Regions from separate parts of the Mus musculus genome. Here region 1 is linked to region 2. Evidence: chromatin contacts called from public HiChIP or PLAC-seq data. All regions are on one chromosome and are shown on one strand. The core of a region is the stretch at or near the end of the contact, and the rest is flanking DNA. Distances in the headings are between cores, read along the strand shown.

The links. HiChIP or PLAC-seq counts read pairs in DNA pulled down with a chosen protein or histone mark.
Region 1: a contact with region 2 is called in a CTCF HiChIP or PLAC-seq map of the NIH/3T3 cell line, with 17 read pairs. The contact joins two enhancer-like sites. A contact is called at or near these places in 1 of 39 promoter capture datasets (neural stem cells), 1 of 15 datasets of contacts at CTCF or cohesin (the NIH/3T3 cell line), 16 of 484 Hi-C or Micro-C datasets (the AML12 cell line, Kupffer cells, adipose-derived mesenchymal stem cells and 10 more) and 10 of 115 datasets of contacts at active chromatin or transcription factors (the NIH/3T3 cell line, bone marrow-derived dendritic cells, bone marrow-derived macrophages and 7 more).

What each region holds. Positions count from the first base shown.
Region 1 is chr2:52,953,070-52,957,713 of GRCm38.p6, forward strand. All of the region lies in intron 1 of Fmnl2 (formin-like 2), which reads left to right. Among named protein-coding and RNA genes, the nearest start is that of Gm52511, 53 kb to the right of the region's middle. Within about 2 kb of position 2,177, at least 188 of the 459 cell types and tissues checked have an H3K27ac peak or open chromatin away from gene starts, as enhancers often do. A contact at or near this core is called in Kupffer cells, the NIH/3T3 cell line, a colorectal cancer cell line and 2 more, where this site is marked.
Region 2 is chr2:52,870,748-52,875,379 of GRCm38.p6, forward strand. All of the region lies in intron 1 of Fmnl2 (formin-like 2), which reads left to right. Among named protein-coding and RNA genes, the nearest start is that of Fmnl2, 15 kb to the left of the region's middle. Within about 2 kb of position 2,749, at least 52 of the 459 cell types and tissues checked have an H3K27ac peak or open chromatin away from gene starts, as enhancers often do. A contact at or near this core is called in Kupffer cells, the NIH/3T3 cell line, a colorectal cancer cell line and 2 more, where this site is marked.

The sequences.
Region 1 (4,644 bases), core at 927-3,426, 82 kb after region 2:
CTGGTGTTTTAATTAGCAACACCATAGACTGTCTAATAACTGTAGACCACTGAATGAGATGGTGAGCCATGAGATGTTAGAGTTGGAGTCAGATTGGTTGTCCGTTTCTTTGACCCACTTACTCTGAAAGCAAAGCTGCTTAGAAAGCACTTCGGTCCATGAGAAGTTAAACTATTGCACGGGTACCAGAGTCTCAATACCGTTGAGTTCTGTGCTGTAGCTGGAAGAGAATATTTGCACACATAGCATGCTTAACTAGGGGAGCTCTATAGAGTGCTAAGATTTATCACATGCTAGTGATAGGTTTCTAAGCAGATGTGTGATTGTAACTGAGTTTAGTAGATAGTGAGGGCTGTGGCCGTGCAGTTAGAGGAGATCTGCTTCAGCAAATGACTGAGGAACCTGGCAGGCCAGTTGCAAGTGCATGAGATATATAGGTCTAGACATCCATGGAGAAAGGAGCTGTCACTTGGTTTCCTGGGGTGCTTTTATTTTATTACTTTGTAGCTGGGGATTTGCGTGTTAAATATCTGTTGTGGAGGATCTTCTGCCTTTGGCAAAGGGGGATGGAATTGTAGGGTAAGGGCTGGATACAGTTTTGGAACCTGAAAGGAAAGGAAAGGAAGAAAGTTTCCTTTGCCTGCCTGTTTTGCCTCCTCGGGATCATCAGTTTACCCAGTGAGCCAGTTTTCATCTCAGGCGCTGATTTGGTATCCTACCATCAGTACCTTTTCCAGAGCCCACCCCGAGGCTGACCCAGTATCAGTTCCGTTTGTTAGGCTCTCCTTAGAATCCTTGCTGCGATCAGTAAATGGCATCTTGGAACTACAACTTGGTTGTAGGGTCAGTGACACATCAGTGAAGACTTTGAGCTGGCTGGGATGTGAGCAGAGTCTTGGTTCTCTAACTTCATTGTGCACCTCTATCATCTGGAGGGCTTGCTAGGATATGAACTGAGAAGCTGGGGCAGTGATGCATGCCTGCTGTCCCCACATGCTGTCCCCACACTGAAAAGACTGTGGCAGGAGGTCCCTGAGTTTGCATTATACAGCCAGAACCTGTCACAATCAAAAACAGCAGTGGTCATTTCCCCCAGCCCCTAAAATAAAAACAACTGACAACAAAAACCTTCAAGTTGCTTGGGCCTTGCTGGAAGGGATTGTTATCTAGTAGGTCTGGGGTTCGACAACATGCCACTACTCCTCTGAGGGCTCATCACCCTTAGGGAACTTTCTGGTCCTTGAGAGTGGTCTCCTAGGCTTCCGTTAGAATAGACAGCGGGAAGGAAGCAACTGTTTCAGTTGAGAATTAATCTTATGAACAGATGGAGACATGCATCCTGGCACTCATGTCTGATTCAGGAGGATTATAAGTTTAAAGGCCAGTGCTACGTAGTCTGCTCATGTCTTGAACAAGGCAGTGACAAAAATGATATGGAAAGTGGGTCTGTCAAGAGCTACTTACAGATGGTATTTTTTTTTAGCCGTGAGAACTGAAGCAGAGGCCACCCTCGGGTTTCTTTTGTGGGCCACCATGATGGTGGTGATAGTCACTGGAATGAGAAGCACACAAACAATGATCTGTGGACCAGGATGATGATAATATCATGTGCTTTTCCTATGTCTAATATGGTTTTGGGTATATTGGCTGTGTTAGTCAGCCTTCTGTTGCCATGACAAAGTTTCAGAGGAAACTTAATAGAAGGAAAGATTAATTAAGCTCATTGCTTCGGAGGCGTCTGTCTTTCCTGGCCTTTGTTTTGGGGTCTGTTGTAAGGCAGAACATCATGGCAGGAAACAGAAAAACTATTCACCTCGTGGTGGCCAGGAAGCAAAATGAGTCAACAGGGCTCAGGGTCTGAATATTACCTTCAAGTGCACCCTTCTGGTCACCTAATTTCCTCCTATTAAGCCCACCTCCTGGTGGGGTTCCATCATCTCCCAGTCGTACCACAGTTTGGCAAGTAAACCTTTAGCACATGGGCCTTTGGGGACACTAAAGATCTCAACTCTAACAATGGCCTTTAGCAAAGAGGTAACTGACTGTGTTGATTTTATGTTGTGCATGTCAGCAGAGGGTGGAGAGTTGAACCCATGGGAAGAGCAGCAGCGAGCAGCGCTGTCACAGGGAGCACGGGACTACGTGTTTTCTAAGCAGAGGAAGTTCATTCATGCTCAGGGTGTGGCCTTGTGTGCTTTTACTCAGTGCTGACTCAGCCTGCTTTGAGCCAGGCTCTGGGCTAGACACTGAGATCACCCGTGGGGGGAGGGGGCAGTTCTCAGTGGTTTGGAAAAAGCAGAAGGCAGCCAGCCAGTGAGTTTCAGAGTGACGGGCTAGGAACTATGTGCACATTGTATTCTGGAAGATCGCTTGGTTGGCGAACTAGAGAGAGCAGAGTAAAAGGCAAGGGGCAACATGCAGCTGAAAAATGTCCCTTCTTACTGTCATGGAAGAATATGTTTATATGTTGTAGGAGGGCTCAAACAAACTGAAGATTTAGAAGGGAGAAATTTGATAAATATCTACAGGAATATGAGATGTGAAGGAGAGAGCTGTCTAGACCCCACCTGCCTACCCCCAGGGCCAGTGTTATATTTGGGTTGAGTAGACATGGATTTGAGGGTACTTTACCCCATCGTGGTTTTTCTCACTTGTTTTCTACCGGACTTAATTCCATCATTAAAACTTTCTTCTTTGGACTGCTTTCCTTAAGAGCTGTGGAGATGGTGCCTTTGAGGGTCAACTCATTCCAGGGTAGCCTCCAGGGAGCAAGAGAGATCTCTGCTTTCCCTCATCCTGATGGGAAGTGTTGAGCCAGCACAGAAGGAAGAGTTTTGCCCGCCTAGGTAAATTCTGGTTCCGTGGAGGTAAATGGCCCCGTAAGTTACCAGCAGACTTTCGCAGACGTCTTCTTAGTCTGTTCTGATGGAATTGAAATCTGATGAACACTGGAGAGTTGAGCAAGCATGTGTGTGAGTCAGTGTGTCCTGCTGCTCCTGTGTATGAGGATATAAATGAGGGTGTGATGCCGTTGATACGGTTCCTTGGGCCCTCCAAGGCCGGAGGCAAGATTTCAGTCTCCAACATCATGACCTTTCCTGATGTCTGGAGGCACCACAGTCACTTTCGTTCTTTTCTGACATAGCCACTTGAGTGACGAGCTACTGTCACTGAGTCCCTGTGTACTTAGGAAGCATCTGCCCAGAAGTCTCACTGAATCCCAAGATGCAGAGTTTTTGTACAGATCCACTTGCACCTTGCTGGGAGTCCTGAATGTATCATATTCTCCTCTCTCTCTTTCTTTCTTTCTTTCTTTCTTTCTTTCTTTCTTTCTTTCTTTCTTTCTTTCTTTCTTTCTCTCTCTCTCTCTCTCTTTCTCTCTTTCTCTTTCCCTCTCTCCTTCCTTTCTCCCCCCTCCCTCTCTTTCTTTCTTTTCTCTCTTTCTCTCTCTCTACTTCCTTCCTCTTTCTTTCTTTCTCTCTCTCTTTCTTTCTTTCTCTCCTCTTTCTCTTTCCCTCTCCCCTTCCTTCCTTCCTTCCTTCCTTCCTTCCTTCCTTCCTTCCATCCTTCCTTTCTCCCTCCCTCCCTCTCTTTCTTTTCTCTTTCTCTCTACTTCCTTCCTCCCTCTTTCTTTCTTTCTTTCTTTCTTTCTTTCTTTCTTTCTTTCTTTCTCTCTCTCTCTTTCTCTTTCTCTCTTTCTCTCTCTCTCTCTCTCTCTCTCTCTCTCTCTTTCATCTAAGATTTTTTTAAGGGGAAAATACCCTTTTTAGCGATACTTTGTGAATTTCACATCATGCAGCACAACCCCACTCACCTCCCTGTCTCCATATGTTCTTCACCCCTGCAACGGTACCAGCAAAAGAAAAAAAAAACACAAACACCATTCCTTGACAATTGGCTATAAGAGAGGTCTTTCCCTGAAGCAGATGAAGGGTCTCCAGATGAAATGATATACTGACTGAGATTCTGTACTGACTCCTGAGTGATGGAGGGGAGGAGGAGGAGGAGGAGGAGGAGGAGGAGGAGATGATCACTATCCTTGGAGAGTGCTCTTCGACAAGATTTGTAGGCTTGCCTTGATAACCAATTAAATGCACTTCTTGGTCCTGGCATTCCCGCACTCGGGAGGCAGAGGCAGGCAGATTTCTGAGTTCGAGGCCAGCCTGGTCTACAAAGTGAGTTCCAGGACAGCTAGGGCTATACAGAGAAACCCTGTCTCGAACCCCCCTCCCCATATATATTTATATAGTGTGTGTATATATGTGTGTGTGTGTGTGTGTGTGTGTGTGTGTGTGTATGTATGTATGTATGTATATATATATATATATTTTTTAAAACATTTCTTTTTTTTTTTTTTAACTAGGTTATTCTTAAGTTCTTCTATTTAGAAAGGCATGATTGGTGTTGGTATCTGCAGGACACATAGGCGCTCCCACAGTTGTAGGTGCATGTCACTTGCAGCCAGCTCTCCTCTGCTAGGTCTCCTGCTGCCTGACTTTCTCCTTTCCACTGGTAGGGTTTCACTGTTCTCTCCACTCCCCAAAATCTCACCAGCAGCCTCTGGCTCAACCACTCCGTCCTTCAAGATGATCTTTAGAAATCGGACAGAATCTTGTACCTGTGCAGTGTGACCTTTACTTTACT
Region 2 (4,632 bases), core at 1,499-3,998:
TTTGGACACACTTTTACATAGAAAGCTCTGCTCTCAAGGTACGGTGTTGCCTTCTAATCACAAAGATTATACGGAACAACAATGTAACAATGCTTAACAGGAAATCAGACTCCCTATGATGGTTCAGCATCTTTTCAGCCTCTGTTTATCTTGTTGTATGTCCTGAAGCGATGGTAACTATATGTCCTCTATAAATAATTAAAGATAAAATAAGAACCGGATGAATGGGCCACAGCCCACTGTTCAAATAGTAAGAGGCTGGAAAACTTGTGCTCAAATCAGCTTTCTTTCCAGCAACAGTTGTCCTCCGAGGCATTCTGCAGGCTCTCTCAGACAACTGTCTCAGAACCTTGTTTTTGTCCCTGGTTAAATGGCTGTGTTTGTTCGCTTGTGGGCTGTGTAGCAAGCCTTTGGCTCAACCTCCAGTGATAACCCACAGACTTGAACTTCCTTGTGGGAAAACAACTCTTATTGTTTAGTATTAGTTGGTCTTATGTTGGGAATTGTTATTTTTTTAAAAAGCACATTCTACAAATAAGAAATTACTAAGATGCAGGGAGGACCAGGAGGGATACCTTAGTGGTTAAGGGCTCTGACTGCTCTTCCAGAGGACCTGGATTTGATTCCCAGCACCCACGTAATGGCTCACAACCATCACGGACTCTGCTTCTGGGGTAATCTCTTGCTCTCTTCTGGCTTCCATGGGCACCAGGCATAAATGGGGTACACATGAATACATACAGACAGAACACTCACACACAGAAATTTAAGTAAGTAAAAATACACAGGGATATTAAGTGACTTAAAGATCCTCTCTACTTCAGGTGGGTAGCTGGTAATGGAACAGGTGTGGATGTGGAGATGGTGGGATTCATATGGAGATGCTATGAGTGCGGTGCACACTACAAAATGACACGCTCATGTTAAAGATTCCCAACACTTTAGGTGTAAGCTAATGAGTGTTCACAACTGATTTGGTTGAAATCTTCAGTGTGTGAGGTGAGTTTTGCTCTGTATCTGAATATTTAAAGCTTTAAGTGTGTGCTCACACCACGGACACTGGAGGAGCTTGGGCCAGAGATTGTGATTGACTGGGTGAGATCTCAGTCCTGTAGGTGACAAGTGTCAGAAGGAGGTAAGTGGTCACACTCACTCTGCTAGAGAGCTTGTAGTATTAACAAAGGCTACTTGTAAGAATTCTGGATCGGGTATTAGCCTTCCAAGGGTTTTTAACTGAACTTGTAAGACAGGGCTTTTTAGAACGTGTGATATAGTTCATGTGGCAGTGGGCTTGCCCAAATGTAGACAGACTTGAGTTTGATTCTTAACACCTCATAAACCAGGCATGGTGGTGTATACCTGTAACTTTAGCCCTCAGGAAGTAGCGCTGAAGAGGCAGGGCATTGGAAGTTGATTGTGAGATTGATGCTGGCCTAGGATTCATAAGACCTTGGCATCAAAAACCAAAACTGAAAAAAAAAAAAAAGAAAAAAAAGAAAAAGAAAAGAAAGAAAAGAAAAAAGAAAACAAAAAAAGGAAGAAGAAAAGCAAACCCCCAAACAAAACTAAAATATGTCTAGAACTGTGGTATATATATATGTGTGTGTGTATGTGTATATATACATACATATACATACATACATACATACATACATATACATTGTATGCGTGTAGCCTCTTTAAAAATTCCATGTTTTATCTTGACTCCATGTATTTTGTGCCATTGGAAAGAGTGCCAGGAATTTTGCTGTGTCTATTTCAGTTCAGGACTACTGTTATTGGAACAGTAAGGCTCTGGACTGACTGTGTGCACCCAGCTCACATGCAAAAACATACAAGTCTGACTGTCTGCACCCGGCTCGCATGCAGAAACATACAAGTCTGAGACTGGAGGAGACTGCAGTGCTGAGCTCTTGTTTGGCTCCAGCTCCATTTTGAGATGGATGGAGTCATTTGTATTTTTTATTTTTTCTGCATTCCAGTAGTTCCCCACCCCACCCCCCACCCCTAATCGTGTGACTTGTGTCTACATGACCTTCTGGACTTGCTCTAGGAAGCAAAGAAGGAAAACCCTTCGAATTGCAGTTTCCTGGTCGCTTTGTGTCATGTGTTCCTCAGAATGTCCTCTAGTAATCTGTTTGGAATAGTATCTGACTGACCAATCTCGCTGAATCAGGCAGAGCTAGGCTTGAAAAACAAAGGCAATTGACTCAGGTCAAATGGAAGCACCACCAACATCTAGAACGTAGTCTAGAAATTTCTGAAGGTGCACTCCTCATTCCCTTAGGTGAGGAACATGCTCACTTTTTCTTATCTGATAAATGCTATTTCTGCCCGAAGGGTTTTTGTTTTGTTTTTGAGTGAGTGAGATAAAAGACTATTTGATAGCATCTTTAGAGTACTGGATACCAATTGCTGTGTTTTCAGATCCTTGAGGGTTTTAAAATTTAAAAAATTTTTGAATTTAAGTTTAAAATTTTAAAGTTGCATGGGCTTAATGTGTGTGTGTGTGTGTGTGTAACTTTAAGTTTTGCATTTCCGTAATGAAGGTATGAACCCATTCTGTCACGCCCCTTACACACTTATTGAAGCACTTAGCTTAGAATTACATGAAAGGACGTACCCCCTCCCCAAGACAGTCCAGATGAAAAGGATTATAATATGCTACAAAAATATTAGCCTGCCCGGCCCGGCCTGTGACTCATTCCTTTTGGAGTGCTCATTTTGACAGCTTTTTTGAATCACACATCAGTCGCAATGCTGGTATTTTTGGCGGGGTGCTAGACTTCACCCTAATGCTCAGGAGGGCGGCTGCCAAGACTGAACAAAGAGAATTATAAATGAATCGGCGGCACCACAAACACTTGGGATTTTTTTTTGCGCCCCCCCCCCCCCCCCAGCAGAAACAGCTTTGGGAGCTAAATGGTGATCTCTCCTAAGAATACTCTGCTGAGAATCTCACCTAAGAATACTCTGCTTTGATCCATGAGGACCCCCCCTTATAGATATCACCTTGTACTATAGAAAAGACCCCAGTGTTAGCATTCCGGAGCCTGCCTTCCTCCCCTGCCCCCCATCTTAGGAGTGATCTTTTCAGCTTTGGGTTGTTCTCCTCTGACAACTGAGATTCCTTGTGGGTCTCTCTGCTCTGTGCTCCGTGTCACTGCTCTGGAAAGAAATTCACATCAGTCTCAAAGAGAAGCAGATGTGTGGGGTGAGCGCTGGAAGGAAAATCTGCCCCTCCGTCTCTCGCCTTTTCATCTATTTCTTGCAGGCGTTCTTCGTTCTGTTTGAACAGATCTTTGTAATAATCATCATTTCTCACACTGTTATATGTGGACTGTTATTTTTATGAAGAAATCTCCCTTTGTGCTCTTTAGTGATTTAAGAGCTGTTCATGTGTACTCTGAAGTATGCCTTCACTTCCAAAAAGTAATCCTACTGGAAAGATTTTAGTTTCTTCCTTCTTTTTTCTTTTTCCATGTAGCCCAGGTTGGCTTCAACTTGCCTTGTAGCTGAGGATGTCACTGTATCTGCTAATGGGAGTAGTTTGAATGGTATATGACAACAGGACAGAGGTGTAGGGTAAAATACCACACACTAAGAGAACTGAAATGATACAGGCACACTCACCCTCCCAGGTCTCATCTCTCTCTTCCTCATTCTCTTTGGGAGTAAACTATTCAAAGCTGCCATATGCCATTCCTGTGCACACATGTCAGAGATAACTTAGTTTCTGGATTTATAGGCCTGCTATCGTATTCCATCTGAGATGTGTTTATGTGATACATGTGGCTAGCCCCAGGTCAGTGATTTTTGAATCACACTTTTGGAATGACTGGGCTGTACATCATTTAGAGTCCAGACTCATTTGAGGATTCCGGACTTGTCAATTTGCCCGTTAAAGGTTTATTTTATTTTTTAGTTATGTGTATATGTTTGTGTTGTTTTGTGGCTTTGTTATACATGAGTAAAAGCCCCCATGGAATCCCAGAAGTAGTTGTTGGATCTCCTGGAGCTGAAATTATGTAGGCAGTTGTGAGCTGCCCAATGAGGTTCTGGGAGTCCAACTTGGATCCTCTGCAAGAACAGTATGTGCTCTTAACTGCTGAGCCATCTCTCCCATGTGAATTTGCCCATTTGCAACACTAAATCATGTATGTATTCATGAACTCCACAGTAGTGAGGAGGTTGATTGCCTAACAGATTAAACATGTGACTGACCCTCTGCTCCACTGCCTTGCTATAGCTTGCACTTTGTACACAAGTAGTCTTCACTTTAAGTGTTGTTTTTATCAAGCTCATGCTTTTTGGTCAGGCTATGCTGTTTTTTAGGTGTTTACTTGTCTGTGGGATGGGTATATGTGGAGGTTGGATAGAACTCAGCTCTTCAAGCTTTGCTGTGCGTGACCTTAATTTACAGCACTGCTGGTTGTAAGTTCACAAATCTACTTCATGTTGTCTATAAATAAACACACAAAACACAGATTTCTGTATTGACTTCTGTACTAGTCAGTCAGCAGAGATGATAGGACTGGAGTTTCCTGGTATAGAATCCAATAGTGTATTTTGCCTAGGGCCATTGGTCCACTGTTAGGTAAATCTGTGTATGGGGGTAACTGTAGAATATAA